Linked DNA regions of Sus scrofa: all the other regions are linked to region 1. Evidence: chromatin contacts called from public targeted proximity ligation data. All regions are on one chromosome and are shown on one strand. The core of a region is the stretch at or near the end of the contact, and the rest is flanking DNA. Distances in the headings are between cores, read along the strand shown.

Region 1 (3,607 bases), core at 488-2,987:
CCTGACTCTTCCCTAATCCGTCCTTCACACAGCTGCCAAGATACTTTTTCTAACTAGTCAATTCTGATCATTTTATGCTTCTCAGAATGCCTCAGTTTCTTATGGGGTAAATTTTATTTTATTTTATTTTTTTTATCTTCTTAGGGGCACAGTCTCAGCATATGGAGGTTCCTAGGCTAGGGATTGAATCGGAGCTGTAGCTGCCGGCCTACACCGCAGCTACATCAACGTGTTTTTTTAATTTTTTGTTTGTTTCTTATGGGGTAAATTTTAAACTATTTATTTTATTGTCTAGCTGGCCTCTAACTAATTATTTGGTCATCTCCTATCACTTCTAACTTCATTGTCTCCAGCAGTGCTGAACTACTTTTAGTTTCCAGAACATTCTGTGCTCTTAAAATTTCCTTTGCCTTGCATATAATCTTCCTTCTGCCTTGACCATTCCTCTCTTTGTTTGCCTGCCTACTAACTTCTGCTTTCAGGTTCCAGCTCCAGGGCTCCCTCTTCCGAGGTGCATTCTGTCTTTGATTCCAAATGGACTTAGATGCTCTTTCTCTACTTGAGGTAGATCACCAGAGGGCTAGTGCTATTACATTATTGTTCCAAGCAGGTCTCAGAAGTAGGCTTCTTTTTTTTTGTTTGTTTGTTTGTTTGTTTTTGTTTTTTCTTGGGCCGCTCCAGTGGCATATGGAGGTTCCCAGGCTAGGAGTCCAATCGGAGCTGTAGCCGCCGGCCTACGCCAGAGCCACAGCAACTCAAGATCTGAGCCTCGTCTGCAACCTACACCACAGCTCACGGCAACGCCGGATCGTTAACCCACTGAGCAAGGGCAGGGATAGAACCCGCAACCTCATGGTTCCTAGTCGGATTCGTTAACCACTGCACCACGACGGGAACTCCAGAAGTAAGCTTCTTGAATGCAGGGCTGGTGTCTTATTTCTCTTCTCCCAGTTCCTGGCGCACAGCAGGTACATAACAATTTTTATTTAAGGACTAAATGAATGAAAGCACCTTGAGAAGTAAAGCACTGTATAGATGTAGCAATATTAGCGTTTTCTTGTAAGCATTAGGCCCTTTTCAACTCTAGAGTTTGTGATCTATAAATCAGTTCTGAGGGAGTGGTTCTGATTTTATTTGACTCTTTTATCAGTCTGCAAATAGCCAGAGGTCCAAGAGCCTTCCTAGCCCCTCAGATGAGTTTGCCTTCTCTGTGATCAGCCTTATATACTCTTTCTCCAAGAAGTTAATTAAACGTACTTTTCTTTGGTTTTCCCAGACTTCCACCTAATACACGTTTTAATTCTTTATGATTTGCTCCATGTGACTCTATTTCCTTACACCACAACCACCAATTCAGTCACTTGGCACTTTGCTTTAGTTACTCTAGTTACCATATAGTAGCTGGAAACATACACATTATTAGTATTCTAGAGATTTTCTAAAGAACCTAGAGAATCATCTATCCATTTGGCTGGACTGCTCGTTCCATAGTTGCTTTATCTCCCGTTCTACAACTCTCATCCTGGTTCTGTGCTCCTACTGGGGGGCCTTAGCAGAGTAAACAGTATTTAGTTTAATTTCACTCGTATTTTATTTTTCAGGACTTGGCTCTTGTCTCTTGATTTACTGCACTGGGAAGAATAAGTTTTGATTTTTTTTTCTTTCTTGTTCCTCTCTCAGAGGGAGCCTGCGTCATTGAGAAATGTTTAACCTCATGGCCTTGCACTGGGGCTGGAAATTTGCCTAAGGGAACTTGAAGCTGGTAGTGTTATTACTCAGATTCCCCCTTATGGGGAGGGGGATTTCAGCAGGCGCTGCCAAAACAGAAAGATGTTGGAAAATTTTTTAGTAGCAAAGCTGTTGCCTTTAGGTTACTGAAAGTATTTGAAGAGTTTTCTGGAGAGAAGCTTAGGCATTTTGAAATCCCTCTGGGAAAAAGCTGTAGCTTCTACCAGGTATAAACAAAAATTCAGGCTGAGAAACTTTGCTTTTCATACGTGTGGTATGTTGTTGTAAGAAAACTTTGACCAGTTGGACGAGAAAGAGAAGCCGAAGAGAAAGAGTTTTAGGAGTTTAGGCTGAGGCAAATCTCCCTGGACTGTGGGAAGAATTTGGCTTTTTATCAATTCTGGGTTATCCTAAGAGTGGATCATCACAGGGGTTTTCTTTGGCAAACCCCTCTTTCAAATTCATATTGATATTGTCACTCTGTTCTATTTACAAAAGCACTTTGTTGATACAAACAAGATATTTGCCAAGTAAGAGTTAGAATAGATGATCTTTTGTGCCCAAACAATGATCTCCCTATTAGGAGAAGGTGTGAACCAGCAAATGTTTAGAATATGACTACCTCTGCTTTTTTTATCTTTGTGTCACAGATGAGGAAAAGTTATACAGTTGTTTGCCAGTATGGAATGATAAGCTGAGCAGGCCCTGGGCCCTAACAAGGGAAGAATTGTGTAGTTAGATCATTTGTGGCAGCTTTGTGACTTCCTGGAAAATTGGAAACAGGAGTTCCCGTCATGGTGCAGTGGAAACGAATCTAACTAGGAACCACGAGGTTGCGGGTTCGATCCCTGGCTTCGCTTAGTGAGTTAAGGATCCGGCGTTGCTGTGAGCTGTGGTGTAGATCGCAGACACGGCTCGGATATGGTATTGCTGTGGTGTAGGCAGGCAGCTGTAGCTCCGATTGGACCCCTAGCCTGGGAACCTCCATATGCCACAGTTGCGGCCCTAAAAAGCAAACGAAAAAAAGAAACTTGGAAACACCTCACACAGTACTTAATACAAATATTGGCATTCCTGCTCACTCTAAAAGATAGTTGGACTCATCCCACAGGTTGTCTTCCTGTGCACTGGCTTATCTGTTAACAAGGATTATTGGAGATTGATAATATGTGTGGCTGGTGAAACTTCTCTTTTTATCAGCAAGTATTTATTTGTTACTGATTATATACTTAACACCCTGGTAGCTACTCTGGGGGATTCCTGAGAAGTAGAAGGGATGATTCTGAGACTCGAGAAATGTGTGTTCTTGCTGGAGACACAGTGGTTATAGAGGATTATAAAATCCTAAGGGGGGAAAAAGACAGGAAGTCAGGAAAACGTCAGTGTGGAGGTAAGAGTAGAGCTGGGCCTTAGAGGAAAAGTGCTGTTAGGATAGACAAGAGGAGTCGGGGAGGGCGAGTCAGGTCTCCTGGTGTTCAGGTAGGAAATATCCTAAGGCAAGATCTGGAAACTAGACGAGGCTGGTATGGAGGGAAGAAAAAGGTTTTCACTTGGATTAGAATAGGGGTATCGGATAGTTGGAAGAGAAGATTGTGTTGAATAAAGGAGCTGGGTGTTTGAAGACGCTGAGTATTAAATTGGAGAGTTTGGCCTTAATCAGATAGTGGGGAGTCACACTAAGCTCTTGAGTAATTATTTATCAGTCCATTTTTTAGTAAGTATTTTTAATTGAAAATTTTATTGACACAGTTACAGGTTCACAGGCAGTTGTAAGAAATGCGTATAGATATTATATGCAATAACTACTTTTGAAGTGCTCAGATTATGAAAGTCATTTGAGAGGTTGTATAAATGTATAAGCTATTATACCTGCTTTTCA
Region 2 (3,792 bases), core at 870-3,369, 86 kb before region 1:
CTGGCCCAGGAATTTACATATGCTGAGGGTGCAGCCTTAAAAAGACCAAAAACAACAACAAAACCCCAAAAAACCCCACAGTTCATTCATTTAATTGAGAATTGTTTTCCTCCTCCATTTTCTGATATCAGAGTCAAACCTTTTGTACTGATTTTCTTCTTTTTTCCCCTTCCATTTCTTTCTTTCTTTTTTTTTTTTTTTGGGTTACCTTTTAATTTTTGCATCTCTTTCCCCCCAAATTAAAATGAGACACTTGGAGTTCCCGTTGTGGCACAGTGGTTGACGGGTCTGACTAGGAACCATGAGGTTGCGGGTTTGGTCCCTGCCCTTGCTCAGTGGGTTGAGGATCCGGCGTTGCCATGAGCTATGGTGTAGGTTGCAGATCCTGCGTTGCTGTGGCTCTGGCGTAGGCCGGGGGCTACAGCTCTGATTCGACCCCTAACCTGGGAACCTCCATGTGCCGCGGGAGCGGCCCAAAGAAATAGCAAAAAGACAAAAAAAAAAAAAAAAAAAGGCACTTATGTATTTTTTTCAGAAGAAATATTTGTTTGAAAGACCCTGAATTCTGTGAAATTGCCCCCCCATGGGAAGTTTATATTTTAGAAGAAAAGGATAATGTCATTTTAGATTATAAAAATTATTCCCATTCCCTATGGAACATAAGACAGGCTTTTTTGTTGTTGTTGTCTTTTTAGGGCTGCACCCGCAACATATGGAAGTTCCCAGACTAGGGGTTGAATTGGAGCTGTAGCTACTGGCTTACACCACAGCCACAGCAACTGGGGATCTGAGCCATGTTTGTGGCCCACACCACAGCTCATGGCAATGCCACATCCTCAACCCACTGAGTGAATTCAGGGATTGAACCTGCATCCTCATGGATACTAATCAGGTTCGTTAACCGCTGAGCCATGATGGGAACTCCAAGACAAACTTTTTAAAACAATTTCCAGCAAAGATTCCATATAAGCAGGTTTTGAGCCAAAAGCATTGACAATAACTGCTTTAATCTACTACTGCCCAAGTTTGTTTGTTTTTTGAGGGGTACACCCACAGCATGTGTCACAGCTGTAACCAGAGCCACAGCAGTGACAACACCGATCCTTAGCCCACTGAACCACCAGGGAAGTCCTGCCTAAGGTTTTAAAGGATAGCATTTCCAAATCTTCAGGACACACACATCTACTTTTTAAATTCTTTTCAGTTGGGGGAAGGGTATAAGTATTTAAAATTTTCTGTTGTAATTTCTAAAACATTTTCTATCTTAATAAAAGTGTGTTTAGTAGTATGTAGTAGAATAAATACATTGGTCTAGTAATCAGATTCTGGTCGTAGTCTTCCTGTTATCAAGTCATTGAACCCTTTCTGCACTGGTTTCCCAACTGAAATGGATGGGTGAGCTTCTGAGGTTTACTTACACAAATTTAATCATTCCAGGTTTTATTGGCATTTTTCTGAAGCTGATAAAAGACTAAAATTGGAATTCCCGTCATGGCTCAGTGGTTAATCTGACTAGGAACCATGAGGTTGCGGGTTCGATCCCTGGCCCTGCTCAGTGGTTAAGGATCCGTGAGCTGTGGTGTAGGTCACAGACGCAGCTCAGATCCCGTGTTGCTGTGGCTGTGGTGTAGGCCGGCGGCTCCAGCTCCGATTAGACCCCTAGCCTGGGAACCTCCATATGCTGTGGGTGTGGCCCTAGAAAAGGCAAAAAGACCAAAAAAAAAAAAAAAAAAAGACTAAAATAAACTTTGCTTATAGTACTATTCATATAAAAATATAATTTATTTCAATATAAAATACGTTAGGCTTGAATTCTCAAGAGATTTAGTCAGTGGATGACTAAAACAGCCTTTTTATGAGATGGTCTCATGTAGAAATCTGTTTCAAAATACATTCTCTGGCAACTTACAACTACAAAACCAGGATCTCATTTTAAGTGAGATTAATAATTGTAAGAAATTTGTCATTATCTTATATCCTGTTTCTATTCAGATGTTTTTAAATAGTAACTCAGCACTATTTAGGAGTTGACTTTTTCTGTTACGGCTTTCATTGCTTTAGTCACTCTCCCTTGACTAAGTTCCTTTTCCTGAGAATAAAGGATTGAGCTCATACCTTTGCATACCGATCTAGAGAGTATTTTAAGCTTGGCATGTTCAAACCTGGCTGACTTGATTAATATGTGGACAGACTAGCACATTAGAACATTTTTTAAGTTCCAAGCCACAAATTGTGCTTTAAATGAACATGGACATGTATACAATTAATACTTAAGCCTTGAATAGCACAGACATTCAAAGTGCCTGTTGCCCTGGGTGACTGCTTTTCAGCGAGGCTCCTGCTTGCCCTGCACATTTCTTCCAGTGCTTTAAGCTGAGCCAAGAGCAGAGTCAAGAGAGGGTTTGGTCCTTTTGCGCTCTGCTACTCTCTGTTTTTGGCAGAGAAAAAGGCTGCTGTTTTACTTCTTAAACTCCCACCATATGGAAAGTTTCTATAAATACACCTTGGATTTATGATTGGACTTCTATATTTGTAACTTCTATGATTTATGACTAAAGCCAGTATAAAGACATTTAAACATACATACTGCATACAAAGTTGTGGCATACTTTCAGTGAGAAAGCTCACCAGCCACAGTATCTAATGATCAGTTCATTTAATGTCTCCTGTCTTTGTTGGCATGGATGAGGTCCCTTTTTTTTTTTTTTGGCTGCACCCATAGCATGTGGAAGTTCTCAGGTCAGAGATTAAACCTGAGCCAAAGCAGTGGTAATGCTGGATCCTTAACTGCTAGGCCACTGGGGAGCTCCCACTTTGACTTTTTTTGTGCATGAATTGTTGGTATAATTATGTAGTAGACATATTCATGAAAATATAAAAATGCATTAGATTTTTGACAAGCTGAATTGTTTAAAGGTACTGAATGAGCTGACTTTTTAGAAGAGTCCTATCATTATTCTGTTTATAGATTTGAATCAGTCGGGCCAACAAGTGCATAATGGGCACCTGTTATGTGCCAGACACTGTGCTAGTCTTGGGGGATATAGAGTTGTATAAAAGATGTTTCCTGTTTGGACAAGTAAGAGGGAAAAAAGGAAGCCTGGGGACAGTACAGTGTTTTAACCATTCTAATGGAGAAGGAGACAAATGCCATGGGAGTGTGGCAGAGAGGACAGCAGACCAACTCTGAAGAATTGGAAAAGGTTATAGAAAAATAGTTCAGTTGAATCTTAATGGTAAAAAATTATTTATTACAGTGGCTATATTTTATTGAGTGCTCCTGTATACCAGGATAAATTAATAACCTACCAGGGAAAGGGAGGGGCATTTAAGGCAGTTGGAAAAGCAGTGGAGCTGTCAAAGATTGTGTGTCCTAGAAGTTTGAAGTTTGGTATAGCTACTGGATATGAGGAGATCATTGGCCAAGGCAAAGGCTAGTAGGACTGAATGGGATCCTATTATGGAGGACTTCAGATAGAGTCTGCCTGAGCCTGCTACCAAATTTTTTTTTTTTTTTTTTTTTTTTTTTTGGTCGTTTTGCCTTTTCTAGGGCTGCCCCCGCGGCATATGGAGGTTCCTAGGCTAGGGGTCTAATTGGAGCTGTTGCTACTGGCCTACGCCACAGCTGCAGCAACACCGGATCTGGGCCGTGTCTGCACCACAGCTCACGGCAACGCCAGATCCTTAACCCACTGAGCGAGGCCAGGGATTGAACCTGCAACCTCATGGTTCCTAGTCGTATTGGTTAACCACTGAGCCACGACGGGAGCTCCTCTCCTCTCTGTTTTTTGC
Region 3 (3,854 bases), core at 1,092-3,591, 110 kb before region 1:
TTGCATGTTGCTAAGCCATTGGGTTGTCTCTAGCTTAGAAAAATGGTAACACTTCTTCTAGTTACTCGGGGAAGAACCTTAGAGTCATCTTCTCTTTCTTTCCCACAATATCCACCCCATCAGCAAATCCTGTTAGCTCTCCACATGTATGATAACCTGGTCACGTTTCATCACCTCTGCCATAATCACCTATGTCTAAGCCCTCTGTATTCATTAGTGTATTAATTTCCTGTGCTACTTTAACAAATCACCCACGAATTGGTGGTGGCTTAAAACAACACATATTTATTCTCCTATGGTTCTGAAGGTCAGATGTCTGAAACCAGTTTCATTGGGCTGAAATCAAGGTGTCAGCAACAGAGTTGCAGTCCTGCCAGAGTCCCTAGGGGAGAGTCTGTTCTTCACCTCTTCCAGCTTCTGGTGACTGCTGGCATTCCTTGGCTTAAGGCAGTATCTCTTCAGTCTTCAAGGCCAGCATCTTCAGATTTCTTTCTGCACATCTCCTCTGTGTTTGTCACCTCTCTCTCTGCTTCTTTTATAGATGTGATTGCATTTAAGGCTCATACAGATAATCCAAGATAATCACCCCATCTCAAGATCCTTAGCTTAATCATATCTGCAGATATACTCCCCCCCCCTTTTTTTTTTGATTCATAAGGTAGCATAGGTACCAGGGATTAGGATATGGAGGATGTGGTTATCTTTTAGGGTTCCATTTTTCAGTTTACTACACTCTGCTCCCAAAGATTCACATCTGTCCTACATGCCAAATATATTCATTCCATTCCAACATTCCTGAGTCTCAACCTACTGCAGCATCCACTCAACTCCAAGATCTCATTTAAATATCGTCAGCTTTAAAGTCCAAAATCTGTCATACAACTCATCTAAATCAGGTATAGGTGAGACTTTGGGTATGATCCCTCTTGGTGCAAAATTTCTTTCCGTCTGTGGACCTGGGAAACTAGACAGTAAGTTATGTGTTCCCAGCTTTTAGACATTCCCATTCCAAAAAGGAGAAAATGCAAGGAATAAGTGTGTCACTGGTCCCACCGATTTTAAAATTCAGCAGAAAATCTCTTAGGTTGCAAAGCCTAGGAGTAATCCTCTGTAGCTAGAGATGCCACCCTCTGGGACTCTGGCTTCGGGACCCAAGACTGTTCCTGGAATTATCTTCACTTTTTCTTGAAGGGTAGCACGTGGTTGCTGTGTGGTTTTATTAGTAGTTAAATTGCCTGTAGAATTTTGGTAGTCCAACAGGCTTCCTTTGCTTTGTTTTCTTTCTGTCCCTTTCAGGCCAAGCTGGCTGGCGTGTTTCTGCTTATGTAAGAGTCTCAGAAACCTTTTGAGTCTCCTATGTATGTATGTCTCAGGGATTTTTTTTTTTTTTTAAGCAGACATGAATGTCCTATATTGTTTATTAGGTAAGAATTTTTATGATTTTATGATTTTTATTTTTTCCATTATAGCTGATTTACAGTGTTCTGTCAATTTCTACCATACAGCTAAGTGACCCAGTCATACATATCTATATATATTCTTTTTTTCACATTATCCTCTATCATGTTCCATCACAAGTGAGTGGATACAGTTCCCTGTGCTATACAGTAGGATCTCATTGCTTATCCACTAGGTAAGAATTTTATAAACAGTACTTGTATCAGCAGTATCGGTGAAGTAGGAGACTATTGCATCTTCTTCAAGCTGTGTGGCGAGAACCACAAGTAGTGTGGTGGAACTTGAGGCCCTTCTCGAGGCCACAGCTCTTTCTGCCAGCAAGTCAGCCCTCGCATCTCCCTGTGCTTGTAGACTGGTTTGATGCTCCATTGGGTGTCAGGATTTCTTCTCATAGCTTTATGGAATGGATCAATGAGGATAACCTCAGAGAATTTGTACATAGAAGCTTCACCAACTCAGTAAGAATTTAGGACCTCGGCAGTAGACTCAAGGCTTCGGGCAGACTTCAGCTGGTTGACACCATGGGGTGGACAGGCTTGCCATGGTGGCACCCTTAGGCTTGCCATGGTGGCACATGAATCTGATGACCTTACCTGGCCTTGTACCCAGCCTGCGAGCCTTATCAGGCCAGTTGAGGTGGGGGGCCCTGTGAGACGCTGAGGGCTGGTGGGACTGCCGGCAGTGCACTGGAGGAGAAAGCCTCTTCCTCCATAGCTCCTGGAGGTACGCGTAGGCGCCCATCTCGGCTTACATGATGGCTGCCGCCAGATGGAAAGGGGTTCTTGTCATTAGACAGGAGGCTCCTCCGTAGATCTTCCCTGGATAATCGCCTGTCTCTTCCTAGCTTCCGCTTAGACGGTTGGTTGAGGGCCCCTGAGTTACATGTGTGATCTTTCAGCAGGAGTAAAATGTTGTCCAGCCACACTCTTGGCTTTCCTCGCCACAGCAGTGCTTTCTTACTAGCGTCTCCTAATTTTAGCATTTTTTGTGGTCTAGATAAGCTGAGAATTTCTCAAATCATCACATACTAGTTTCCTTTGTTTGACATTTAGCCCATCAATTTTTCTTTCCTCTTGCATTTTGCTGTAAGCAACCAGAAGAAACCAGCCTGCACCTTCAACTTGCTGCTTGAAAATCCCCTTAGCTAAATATCCAAGTTCTGCTTTTCACACAACTGTAGGACGAAATTCAGCTAAGTTTTTTTTTTTGCCATTGTCTGAAAAGGATCCCTTTTGCTCCAGTTCCTTTTTTTTTTTTTTTTTGTCTTTTTGCCCTTTCTAGTGCCACTCCCGCGGCACATGGAGGTTCCCAGGCTAGGGGTCTAATTGGAGCTATAGCCACTGGCCTACATCAGAGCCACAGCTATGCAGGATCTGAGCCGAGTCTGCAGTCTACACCACGGCTCATGGCAATGCCGGATCCTCAACCCACTGAGCAAGGCCAGGGATCGAACCTGCAACCTCATCATTCCTAGTTGGATTCGTTAACCACTGAGCCACAAGGGGAACTCCTTTCCTCCAGTTCCTAATAACATTCCTCATTTTCTTCTGAGACCTTACCAGAAGCACCTTTAGTGTTCGTGTTTTTTACGAGCCTTCTGTTTTTGATGACATTTATAGTCTCTAAAACAGTATAGGCTTTCTGTGTTGTGCTTCTCACTTCCCTCTGAGTTCTCACCAGAATCGCCTTCAGGGTCTCTATTTCTACCAACAGTTTGTTGAAGGCAGTCTAGGCTTTTGAAATTATGCTTCTCCGAATTATTTTTTTAAAGTATATAATGATTTTTATTTTTTTCATTATAGCTGGTTTACAGTGTTCTGTCAGTTTTCTCCTGTACAGCAAGGTGACCCAGTTACACATACATGTATAGATTCTTTTTTCTCACATTATCATGTTCCATCATAAGTGACTAGACATAGTTCCCAGTGCTACACAGCAGGACCTCATTGCTTATCCATTCCTGCGTCTCAGAATTCTTCCAGCCTCTACTCGTTATCTAATTTCAAAGCCATTTCCATGTTTAAAAGAATATGTTATAGCAGCAATCCCACTTCAAGATACCAAAATCTTTATCAGTCAGGGTTCAATCAGAGAAACAGAACAAGTAGGAGATTAAGGGACTTATTACAAGGATTTATTCTTTATCTGATTTGGGGTGGCGGGGGTGGGGGGGACGCTGGCTAGGCAACTGCAGCATCATAGGCTAGGCTGACAGAAAAGACAGTTTGGAACGCTCGGCGGCAGCGGCGGGAGTGGATGTTGGTATCCACAGGTGAAATTTCTTCTGGAAAATCTCAGTTCTGCTCTTAAGGCCTTTTAACTGATTAAACGAGGCCCACCCAGATCATCTGGGATAATCTTTACTTAAAGTCAATTGATTATGAATGTTAATCACA

The links.
Region 2: a contact with region 1 is called in a targeted proximity ligation map of skeletal muscle. A contact is called at or near these places in 1 of 47 Hi-C or Micro-C datasets (embryonic fibroblasts) and 2 of 2 datasets of targeted methods (alveolar macrophages and skeletal muscle).
Region 3: a contact with region 1 is called in a targeted proximity ligation map of alveolar macrophages. A contact is called at or near these places in 3 of 47 Hi-C or Micro-C datasets (embryonic fibroblasts and heart right ventricle) and 2 of 2 datasets of targeted methods (alveolar macrophages and skeletal muscle).

What each region holds. Positions count from the first base shown.
Region 1 is chr5:7,895,719-7,899,325 of Sscrofa11.1, forward strand. The region is part of intron 4 of MKL1 (MKL/myocardin-like protein 1); the gene reads left to right. Among named protein-coding and RNA genes, the nearest start is that of SGSM3, 120 kb to the right of the region's middle.
Region 2 is chr5:7,809,017-7,812,808 of Sscrofa11.1, forward strand. All of the region lies in intron 2 of MKL1 (MKL/myocardin-like protein 1), which reads left to right. Among named protein-coding and RNA genes, the nearest start is that of MKL1, 60 kb to the left of the region's middle.
Region 3 is chr5:7,786,265-7,790,118 of Sscrofa11.1, forward strand. The region is part of intron 2 of MKL1 (MKL/myocardin-like protein 1); the gene reads left to right. Among named protein-coding and RNA genes, the nearest start is that of MKL1, 37 kb to the left of the region's middle.